Linked DNA regions of Triticum aestivum: region 1 is linked to region 2. A link is a contact called in public Hi-C data. All regions are on one chromosome and are shown on one strand. Each heading gives the region's core, a stretch centred on a gene start, on an enhancer-like site or on the middle of the called end of the contact. The rest is flanking DNA. Distances are from core to core; before and after follow the strand shown. Region 1 holds the start of LOC123188139 (putative MO25-like protein At5g47540). Region 2 holds the start of LOC123188136 (U-box domain-containing protein 4).

What was found. Hi-C and Micro-C count contacts between places; a contact is called where the count stands out from the background.
Region 1: a Hi-C map of leaf shows a contact between it and region 2, with 4 times the contacts expected there. The contact joins the promoter of LOC123188139 here to the promoter of LOC123188136 in region 2. A contact is called at or near these places in 4 of 5 Hi-C or Micro-C datasets (leaf and an unstated tissue) and 1 of 1 datasets of contacts at active chromatin or transcription factors (leaf).

Annotation. Positions count from the first base shown.
Region 1 is chr2A:162,497,559-162,503,464 of IWGSC CS RefSeq v2.1, reverse strand. It overlaps LOC123188139 (putative MO25-like protein At5g47540), which reads right to left and starts at 3,331. Exons shown (of 11, transcript XM_044600183.1): 1 at 2,777-3,331; 2 at 679-840; 3 at 425-543. The coding sequence starts at 2,905.
Region 2 is chr2A:162,110,415-162,116,091 of IWGSC CS RefSeq v2.1, reverse strand. LOC123188136 (U-box domain-containing protein 4) reads right to left here and starts at 4,219. Exons shown (of 2, transcript XM_044600179.1): 1 at 2,854-4,219; 2 at 1,362-2,016. The coding sequence starts at 4,143. The coding sequence ends at 1,921.

The DNA.
Region 1 (5,906 bases), core at 2,082-4,581, 390 kb before region 2:
TTTCATTCATTTTGATGACAAGTAATTCCGGACGGAGGGAGTATCCCAAAATAAGTGTCTCAAACTTAGTACAACTTTGTATTAGAGTTAGTACAGAGTTGAAACACTTATTTTGAGACGGAGGGGGTATTTCATAAATACCAGAAGAATACATGCATCCGATGGTATGACTTCAAATTTAAAGGAAACAATATTATGCGTCTTCATTTGGTCATTCTGATTTATTAAGTTAAAAGTGTGATATATGGAGCACGGAAGCACGCAGCTTTCAGTCACATGGAGCCATGAAGGTCAATGCAAGCGCCCAAGCAGCAGTAACAAGCACAAAATAAAAATAGGAAGATAAAAAATCAAGATTCGGGAAAGAAACATTCTTTTAAAGGAAGCACCGCTGTGTAGCTTTTATTTACTTATTAGGACTTACCCAGAAATTAAGGTGTCCAAAAGATCTTTATTTGCCTCAAGGTATTCAGATGCAAGTATCCTTGAGTTGACTTGCTGTCGTTGCAAATTTGCAACAATTTGAGTAGAATCTTTCCTTGCCTGCAACAATCCAAAGTGCAAATAAATGTTATCTATGAGATTAAGACATCCGAATAATAACAATAAAGTTATCTATTGAATAAAATATTTATATACTCTTGTCATGATCTAAAAATACAAAATCAAGTTAAATACCTCCAGGTTTACTTTCGGAACACACATAATTAATAATCGTAAAGTGTTCTCTCTGAAGAATTCTTGGGTCAATTGCACGCAAGCTTCAGTGACAGGCTCCTGTTCGCCGTTGCCATACAGAATACACTTCAAATCCCTTATATTTTTGCTTAATTCTGCCATCTGCGTAAACATAATGTAAGCTGCAGTTAGTATACAAGAACATATCATTTGAGTCGAGAAGTATTATTGTCAGAACAATTTGAGAAGAATACCAAAGTTCCGCGTAATGCATAAAATCAGAGCAATCAAATGGCCATGTGCTAGCACATATTCAAAATAATATCTTCTTCAAAAGACTATCACTACTATTACTCCAAGAAGACATTCATTGCTCAAGTAAAGATTTTTATGCTGAGTTAAGACATAGATCAGGGTGGTTGCACCTTTGTTATTACTCCTCGTGAAGCTGACCCGAAGAAGCATTACTTAAGTTGAGATAGTTTAGTGTTGCAGATTAATAATTTCATAGTTAGCCCTATTGTGTGCCCACAGTCAGCAGCTCACTAGAGAAGTCTCACGGGCATGGTAATGTATGTTGGGCTGCACGGTTTCGCAGCAATTGGGCTGAAGAGCTAGCTTGTGGCCCATGTACATCAGCTACAACAGCACAGAAGGGAAGCTGTGTGGAGGGAGACAGTTGATGAAACAGAACTGGCTCTAGCCTCTGCCTCCATGACTTCTTTCTGACCTACGATCTATGTACCACCACTGATCCCACTTTCACTATCCAAGTGTAATCTTAATTGTATGATCGCAGTGAAGCGCTTCATTTCCTAGATCCCTCCCCCTTTGCTGTTGGGATGTGGCGCCTATGGAATGCCCACGACACCGTTTGGAGGTTCCTTGTACCACGTCATGCAGAGAGCTGCTGCCATGTCAATCTATGTACTCACCAGAACCTCCGACCACTCTGCTCGCCCTGCTCTTGCTGAGTGGCATGACCACTACATGACCCACAATTTAGCGGAAAAGCTAACTGGCGGCCGTTCGCCAGGAAAGCATGGGATTTCGAACGTTTTTCATGGCAGTTTCAGTTGTATCGAGGGTGGCAGTTTCTTCAGAACAACATGGCATTTTCTGGGAGGATGGCAGTTTTGAGCCTTCATTCCAGAAAATGAAATGCTGTTCTGAAGAAACTGCCACCCCAGACCAACTAAAAATGCCATCAAAATGTTCGCAATGCCACCCCTCCAAGCGAACGCTCCCCAGATAAGAGGGTCCTAATTTAGAAGCTTGGCGTTCACTCTTGCTGCACAATCCTGCTTACTTCCTACGTCGAATGTACGGTAACAAGAAGCATACATCGAATTATGAATTTATTAATGATGGCAAGCAAGCCATCGAACATCTATCTCATGCCCGTCCGCAACATTATCGTAATTGACTTGCAGCTCATATACCAAAATTGTAAGCATACATTGAATTTATGAATAACGAGTAAACCGCCTACCATCTATCACATGCCCCATCTAAAATATTATCGCAATTGACTTGCAGCTCATATACCAAAATTGTAAGCATACATTGAATTTATGAATGACGAGTAAACCGCCTACCATCTATCACATGCCCCATCTAAAATATTATCGCAATTGACTTGCAGCTCATATACCAAAATTGTAAGCATACATTGAATTTATGTACGACGAGTAAACCGCCTACCATCTATCACATGCCCCATCTGCAACATTATCCTAATTAAGTAACTTAGTTATGCTCATATACCAAAAAACGTATCTTCCTGAATTCCCTGAACCAGCCCCTTTTAATATGCTACAGTCATGTAATCATCATATAGATTATAATGAAGTAAGCTAGTTAAGTCCTACAACGGCCTAAATAGCAGCAAATCGAGCAGCGACGAATAATACATAGCGGTCACGCAAGCAGCAACGTTCCACCCGCTGCAACGCTCATAGAAATAAGAGTGCGGAGGCACAAATCAGGCCAAACCAAGCAAGGGATAAAAAGCTTCCACTCCCATGCGCGATCCGAGCCAAATCGGTGGGCAGGGACGGGGCATCGAAACAGGAAGGCCGGCCGGATTCGATCTCACCTTCTCCTCCTCTCGCTTGGGGTCGGCGCCGCGTGAGCCGGCGTGGAGGTCCACGTAGATGAGGAGCTCACGCGTCTGCCGCACCACGTCGGCCGGCGTCCGCGGCTTCGACTTGAAGAGGCCCTTCATCTTGGCGCCGTCGTCCGATGCCGATGCGGCGGTCACGCGCGGCGGCGATGGCAAGGGCGAGGCCGCGGGCCTTCTCCGCCCCGCCGACCCGAACGAGAAGCAGCCGCGGAACAGCGCCACGACTACCTCGGGATGCCCCTCCTAGGGCGCCCGCCTCCTCCTCCTCCGCTCGGGGACGGACGCGATCCGACGGGACGCGGCGGGGAGGCTAGGTTTTGCCGTCGAGAGGATGCCGGGCTCGCGATGGACTCGTCGCGCGGGGCGGTGTTGGCCAGGAGGGCCGAGATCGGAGATCCCTCTATGGCTCTATCCACCGGCCGGTACGGACGATGCGGGGGGTCGGTTGGGGGTGGTGGTGCGTTTCTCGACGCTTCTTTGCCCCGTCCGCTCCTCGCTGCCTCGTTTTCTCCTCCGCTTTTTTCTCTTTCCGGGTCTGCAGAAAATTGGGTGATCAACTTTGGACTCCGTGATCTTGCCGAACTTTTCGCCTAGGTGAGCCGCACGCGGTATGCTTTAAAATCCAATCCAAAACCTCTATGCAAATCAGTACTACTACAAACGTATTTGAATCGAGTCTATTTAAACCAGCAAGCCTATCCACTTATGTATTGCTGCATATATACAAATACTAAATGATAGGAGTATAAGCTAATAATTGAATTTAAGATTATAAACACGTCCATGCCAGCCGTCATCAATCAAATATGATAATAATGCAATAGTTTTAATGGCATGTGTGCATTTCACATCATTATGGCCTTTTTTCCCTCCATGCACGGGTGATTCTAGCATGGACCCCATGGAATTTGATGAGTAACATCGGCTACATTGCCACACCGTAGGAGCAACTCACAGCAGATGAAGAAAAATATTTTCGTCTTTGAACTTTAGAAAAAAAAGTTGAAGCAAAAAACTCTGTGCAGATGAAGTGCAAAGTGCTAACTACTTTTTTTAACACGGTACAGACGCAAGCACTCATATACACGTGCATATACTCACCCCTATGAATGCACACATGCACACCCTACCCCTATGAGCACCTTGTTGGAACTAAACACGACATGTGCGTGTGTCCGTGTAGGTTTCGTATTCATCACCTAGTAGGATTAGGAGTAGTAACCGAGTAAGTTAGCTAGCCAATCTTGCTACTATATATATGTTTGTATAGCCCCTTGTAAACACAACCAGAAAAGCAATACAAAGTTACGACAGGCTCGACACGAGCCTGTAGCCATCCAAATCGAGTCAAAGTATTCGTGTACCTTTGATTGATTGTATACGTATTGCGTTGGTGTCTCGGACGGCTAAAAGTACTAGTCCATCACGTCCAAGAAAGATCGATCAAGGACAAGGCTAGCTTTGTACTACGGTTCCACTCGGCGTAAAGTAAATGTTCAGTTCGTCAGCGAGCTTCGTTCGTCGTCGGTCGTCTTCAGTCGTTCGAAAGTACTCGACGTCGGCTCTGGGCCAACAATTGGTATCAGAGCAAGGTTGATCTTCTAGTAACGGAGGATCATGTCGGACGACGAGAAGACCAAGCAGTTGGCGGAGTACTCCGGTGCGGCTAAAGTAATTGCTGCTCCGGCGAGTTCGTCGTATCCACGGTTTGATCGCGAGAACTTCGGGGTCTGGAAGGCCCTCATGGAGTGTGGTCTCCGTGCCAATGAGCTATGGGACGTGGTGGATACCGAAGGCGACGCGTTCAAGAAGGAGGGAGCCGAGCACCGGAAGGATCGGCAGGCGGCGTGGCGATTTACTCGGTGATGCCGATGGATGTCCTCCAGCACCTAATCGCCAAAGCAACGGCAAAGGAGGTGTGGGATACGCTGAAGCTCATGTTCGAGGGACACACCCGTGTCAAGCAAGCCAATCTCCAAACTCTCCTAAGGAACTACGAGACTTTGGTCATGGGCGATGATGAGTCCGTGGATGCGTTCGCTTCACGGGTGGCTACTCTCGTCAATCAGATTCGCGCGCTTGGAGAAAACCTCACACAGGCCTCGGTTGTCCGGCGGTTCTTGCGCGCGGCCCTCCCCGGTACCTGCAAATTGTCATGGCGATCGAGCAGTGTGTCGATCTCGAGACCCTCTCCATTGATGATCTCGTCGGACGCTACAAGGCTCACGACGAGCGTATGCGGTACAGTCTTGGGGACGGGGGGAACAACGAGCTTGTGATGCTCACAAAGGCGCATTGGATCGCCCTTGAAAAGCAAGGCGGGTCCAAGAGCAGCAGCAAGAAGAAGGGAAAGCAGCGTTCGGCGAGAAAGAACTTCGCTGACTCGGACGACGACTTAGACAATGAGGCTGCACCACCACCGAGGAGAAAGTTTGACATCAGGAAAGTGAGGTGTTATAACTGTGGACTCCTCGGCCACTTCAAGGCTAGCTGCGAGGAAGCACCGAAGCAGAAGGCGCTGATGGCCTAGCAAGGAGATGATGGTGACATGATGTTGATGTGTAAACTGGTGGACGAGGAGGATCCAGACTATCAAGTGTTGACTAAAGAAATTGCCGAGCTTGTGGAAGAAAAGGTTTGCCATCATGATCATGGTTCGAAAACCTGTGTTGAAGCTACAGATACGGGGAGTGATTCCAAAACTTATGTCAATGCTATGGACGTAAGTGCCAACTTTGCTGGAACGGATGCGGCGATAGCTGCGTGTGCACGGCCATGGAGAAGCAGTCTTTGTGCGGCGCCTCCGCGAGAGGCCAGCTGTGGCCGAAAGAGCAATTCACAAAATCTGAAGATAGACGAAGACGTGGCGTTAGAAGTCCACGTCAGAAGGCGTCTCGATGTGGTCGTGTCAAAACATCACAAGGCAAATCGAGATGTGCGGCGAGTTACACTCGGACCAGACGAGTGTGCTGCCTACATGAAGCCAGCCGGTTCGGCTAGGAGCGCAGGCGTCATGAGTTGTAGCGCACCAGACAAGACTAGTCCAGGCACAACTGGAGGTGCTGCACGCAGTAGGTCGCTCGTGCAGTCGACCGACGCGAGC
Region 2 (5,677 bases), core at 2,970-5,469:
TGAAAACAAAGACGAGTTTGGCGGGCGTCCACGGCGCCGACGTTTCGCAAGTTTCTCCATCGGTGCAGCCCCCGGCACGGCCTCTCTCCCTCTTTCTTTCTTCAGGCTTCGTGCTGCAACTGGGCGTCGGCACAGCGCGCGTGCGTACGCGCGCAGTCTGTCACGCGACGACGAGGACACGAGCTACCGAACGCGCGAGCCCGCGTGAGCGTGTTGGGTCGGAAAAGAAGAGCGAGCGGAGCGGGTGATCTATTTTACAGATCACGGGCCGCTATAGTTTATGAATGAGCGCCAGGTAGGTAACGTCGGCTGCATATTTTATGGCCGGCGGCCGGCTGACTGACTGATGCCGATGCGCGACCCTTGTTGGCGAGCCGTCGGCGGCACCTCCAATTTGGAATGTACTATTCATGCATTTTCTATGTGCTGTGCTGACTGACCACACGGGCCACACTTAGCAGCATAAGTTTGCGAGAGGGCTTGCTCACGCTGTTTCTGACTCCAGCACAAAAACACAAGTGGTAGTTGCGCCTCTGAAAACTCCAAGCTATGGACGTGCATCTGCAAGCTGTTCCGGCTCAAAAAACAGAGATAAAAGACCCACCAAACCAGGGTCAAAACATGGCCTGCCAGCAGAGTCAAATAGCCTACGCCCTCTTCGCGTTGCCACTGGGTTGGTAAATATGAACACACATTTCCACCGCAAAAGCGAGCGGTCAAGCAGATAGAATCGGCGTCAGCGTCACTGTCACGTCCTAGTAAGCCATAGCTATAAACAACAACAGGAACACGAGGAGCGGGTCAGCTCTGGAGACCGGAGGACGCAGCCCAACAGCGCTCAACTGTGCTACGTCCACGGAACTTCGCCATCCCGATCCGTTAGCTAGGCGGGTCGTACTCTGACGCTAAATCAATGTAACAGGCGGCAACTCGGACACGCGTCACTCGGCCAGCTAGCCAAGACAACGACCCGAGATTACGAAAGCTGTGCGACGTACCGCCGGTCTGGGGCTTGTCCTCGGAGCCGAAACCTATCGCCAGCATCGCACGAACCCTTGCTGCCAAGGTTCGGCTGGCATTCCTGATCTTTGGTTCATGTGTTGCATCAGGAACCAGTGGTCGGGACAGGCCTATGTCGATCAGTCACAAAGGGGGCCACTAGTTATGACAGCCAGCCAGCTTAATCTTGAATGAATTGTTGAGTGCAACCATGGCATACCACACTGGCATGCATTGGTTCGCCATAGCTGTGTTTACTGATCATGACCGCACCGCAGCTATCGCAGTGAACCAGTCACTGGAAGCAGCAGCTTCCATATGGATTACATCAGGTAAATAAGCTGAGTGCCGGAGCTACAAAATGGTAGAAACAGACCAATTGGAGCAGGAGAAATCGGGGAACAAACAGTCTGCGAAACTAGTCACGCTAAAAGAGATCATAAAACGGAACTGGGGGGATTTGGACTCCAAACATCAAGTAAAAAAGACATGGTTTGGCTATCCAACATTCCCCTATAACCTCGCGAAGCCAGGCCGGCATTACCATATTACCGCCCTAACATACATCCTGTACACAGCTACAACCCGACACCACACATATAACCCAGCAGCAATCCATGTCCTCTCCTAAGATAACCTGGATGCTCCTCTCAACTGATGTTAGTGACCAACCATCTAACCTTCCATCGCTCGCTGTCGCAGACCACATATGTATTCACATAACCCAGCCAAGAGCCGGCCGTTATTTACACATGATCATCGCGCCCCGTCCCATCCATATAGGGCTGCTCTGTTCTCGACGCCAAAATCAAGAACGGAGCCGGCGAGGTGAAAGACAAACCAAGCATTACTTTCTGCATTTCACCATACCAGTGCTGCATTACCTAGCCAAGCTCGTAGCTTCGTCGCATGACCAGCGCGTCACCGAGCCATGCTCGTAGCTGCGCCGCCTGGTCCGGCTCGGCAGCCACCGCCCCCTTGTCGCTGCTCGCGCAAGTAACCTAGCAAGGTCTCAGACTGCAAATCACACAACCAAACGTATAAGTGGCTTGGAATTCAGGAATGATTTTCAGCTTGAGCAAAATATAATATAAGGCATACACGGGGTGTGATCCCTCTTTTCGAAAAAAAATAAGGCACGCATGAGGATCAGATTAGCCATGGCAAAGTAGACAGACTCTAGTGGCGAAACTTATAATTATAAGCACGTACACGAGTATTTCAGTGGGAAATCTCAAGCACATGGTTTCGCACGGAGTTTTAAGCTTGCCCGGTTTCTAGTGACACCAAGCATTGTTTACGGAATTTTAAGAACTGTAGTTTTGACTTGGTGGCCTCTTTGATCTGTAGGAGAGAGGGCGCTCATCCTCCTGTACTTCCAAGGTCTAGCAGATTCAGGACTGTACTCAACAAAGTGTGAAATTAAGCAAGTGCGGATCTCGATCATGTGAACTGAATGTACAAGTCAACACCTCCTTGATCAGTAGTAGTACAAGGCAATGCATACAACTAGCGTGATGAAACACGTGTTGATTTGGATGTTTTTGAAGACCAGGTAGTAGAAATCTACCTAAACTCAGGTACACGCACGCTGTCATTCTACCGGTCCAGAGTTAATACATTTTCCAGTACTGTCAATCGGACTTCAATCAAACTCTAACTGACTAATTCGTTGCACACTGTTCAGTACAATGACAGTGGCATCAAAAGCTCAAACCTTACACTGACAAGTTAAAATATTGATATATGAATGAGTACTCGTACTAATCACCAATTGTTATCGCTAAAATAAAATTCGGCAAACCACATCCAATTTCAGCATAACATTTGTAATGAGAGGGTTAGAACGTATACCTTGTGCTTTGCACGAGCAGAGCCGGACTGCGAGAGCGCAACGAGCGGTGGGATCGCCCCTTCTCGGACGAGAAGCGCACAATTGCTGGAGCACTCGGAGCACAGCTGAAGCAGAGCGACCACGGCGAACTCCTTCTCCCTCGCAGGGCCGTCCTCGATGGTCTCGACCAGTGCGGGTATCCCACCGGCTTCCACCACAGCGTCGCGGCCCTCGGCTATGCTGGCGAGGCTGGCAAGGACCACCATTGCCTTCTCCGACGTCCCGGTGCCGCGCTCGCCGATGAGGTGCACGAGCGGCACGACGGCTCCGGCGCTGACGGCACGCTCCTTGTTCCGGCGCGCCGAGCAGAGACGGTAGAGCGTGGTGAGCGCGTCCTTCTTTCCCCGGGTGGAGCCCGCGGAGAGCAGCGCGACGAGCGGCGCGATGGCGCCGCACGCGCCGATGGTGGCGCGGTTCTCCTCGATGCCCGACAGGCTGAGCAGCGCGCACGCCGCATTCTGCTTGGCGGAGGCCGTCCCGGTCCGCAGCGCGTAGACGAGCGGCTTGATGGCGCCCGCCGCCGTGATGGCCGAGCGGTTCCGCTCCTCCAGGGACAGGTTGAGCAGCGCCGTCACGGCGTTCTCCTGCGCCACCGGGTCGGTGCTCCGCAGCAGCGGCACCAGCGCCGGGATCGCCCCGGACACGCCGACCAGCTCGCGGATGTCGGAGCGGTGCTTGGCCAGCAGCCTTATCCTGGCCGCGGCCGCGCGGCGCGCGTCGGGCGCGGCGTCGGGCCCCAGCGCCTGCACGCACGCCAGAACGAAGGGCTCCACGCGGTCCAGCGGCGCCGCGTCCGCCGACAGATCCATGGACTCGAGGTCGTTCAGATCCACGGCGGCGAGGTCCGGCGCGTCGGATCTGAGCGTGGCGGCGGCCGCGGCCAGGCGCTCGAGCTCCCCGGAGATGTCGGAGTTGAAGCTGGAGTAGTCGGAGAAGTCCCGGGACAGCTCGAGCATCTCCGTGGCGGCCGCGTTGGCGGAGGAGGACTTGGCGACGGCCGCCGGGTGCGCGGGCCCCGCGGTGGCCGCCAGCTCGCTGAGGCGGAAGTCGATGACGGAGTCGGTGAGGTTCTCGATGTCCGAGTCCCCCTCGTCGGCCGCGGCCGCGGCGCGCGGGCGGGAGCTGGGCCCCGGGGGCGAGTCCGGGTGCAGCAGCGCGGAGCGGATGGTGCGCATGGAGTGGCCCGGGCGGCGCGGCGCGCACGGCGTCTGCTTGTGCGAGAGGATCTGGGAGCCGGCGAGCGACACCATGGCTGGCTGGCGTCGGCGGGCGGAGTGATGATGGAGGGAGGGGGGGGGGGTGGTTGGGCTGCCCGGTGTCCTGCTAAAATGCGTAGACGTATACGTACGGTGATGCCCGTGCGCGGACACAGTTCACCCACTAGGCGCGCGCCGTGGATCTTTGTAGCCCCCGCCTCCGGGTTGACGACGGCCAGGTGTCGACGCGCCGCTGAAAATCTCACCCCGCTTCCCGCACTTGTCGCGTGGCGCCGCTCGCCGATGACGTGCGGGGCCCCGTGCGGAGCTGTCAGTGGGAGGAGTGTGCGGTGCGGCGTGGGGGCAAGGCAGCAGTCGGGGAGGAAAGCGCCATGGGTAGGGGCAGTGGGCAGGGGCTGGCCACCGCCGGTTTACTTTACTTTTTGGTGGCCGTGGAAGCAAGGAATCGCTTGTTTTCCGTTTGTTTGTTTTGTTCCCGCCCGTGCCGCGTTGGGCGCGACGGCGTCGTCGTATTGTCTCGTGCGACACGGACGGCCGGCTTCGACCTCCGCCTCCGCTCCGGATGGCACCATGGCGGGCGGGGACGGCTGGCCGTGAAACCTGAGCCGTGGTGCCGCTTTTTCCCGGGGGAGCGGTCGGGCGGTCAGTCAGGCAGCGCACGCGGGACAGCGGGACGCGAGGTGGACGCCTTGCACGCGTCGTGGTAAGTGATAATAGCCACTCGGGGGTCAAAAGGGGTCATCACGGCGGCGTGTTTTTTTAGCATCAGTACAGACACAAGCGCTCATATACACGCGTATACACTCACCCCTATGAACGCACACACGCACATCCTATCCCTATGAGCACCTTCGAGAGACTGAGCCGGCATATCATCTTGAGATTTACGAAGTCACCGTAGGCGCCTCGTCGTCGACGGAAACGTCTCCTCCCACTGAAAGCGCATCGCCGGAAATTCTGAAATAAATCCAGGAATAATGTGAGCACCAGGATTTGAACCCTGGTGGGTTGGGGATGCCACTGTCCACCTAACCAACTCAATCACAGGTTGATTCGCCAGGAGCGCGTGTGTTGTGGTTGTGGTTGTGGGGGGAGCTATGTGAAAGCATGAAGATTTCACCCGGGAAAAGTTACGGCGGGGCAGGGGCGGCCATGGTGTGTGGCGCGGTGACGACACTGGTGTGACCGGCGCTGGCGGGGTGTTTTTTCTAATCGGCGGTTCTTTTGTTAACCACACGGCATGATGCCTTTTCCGCACGCACGATCGTGTAATGATGTTACCCACGTATGGGGGAAAATATCGAGTGATACGGCTCACCACATGATACGCTGCTTCAAGATTGTGTGTTGCGTTGGATCAGCATGCAACGGACAGGATCAACTCGCTCATCATTTACACATACCCCCTTGATACATTTGCATCTGCACCCTCGAAAATAGCCTGTTTTTGCAAACTCATAACAGATTTCCACATCTCTCCTCAAAATCCCAATAGTTCTGAGTTTTACCTACAAGTATTGAATATTGTAGCCCGGTTGATCTTATTTGAACCAAGCCAAGAGGCGTG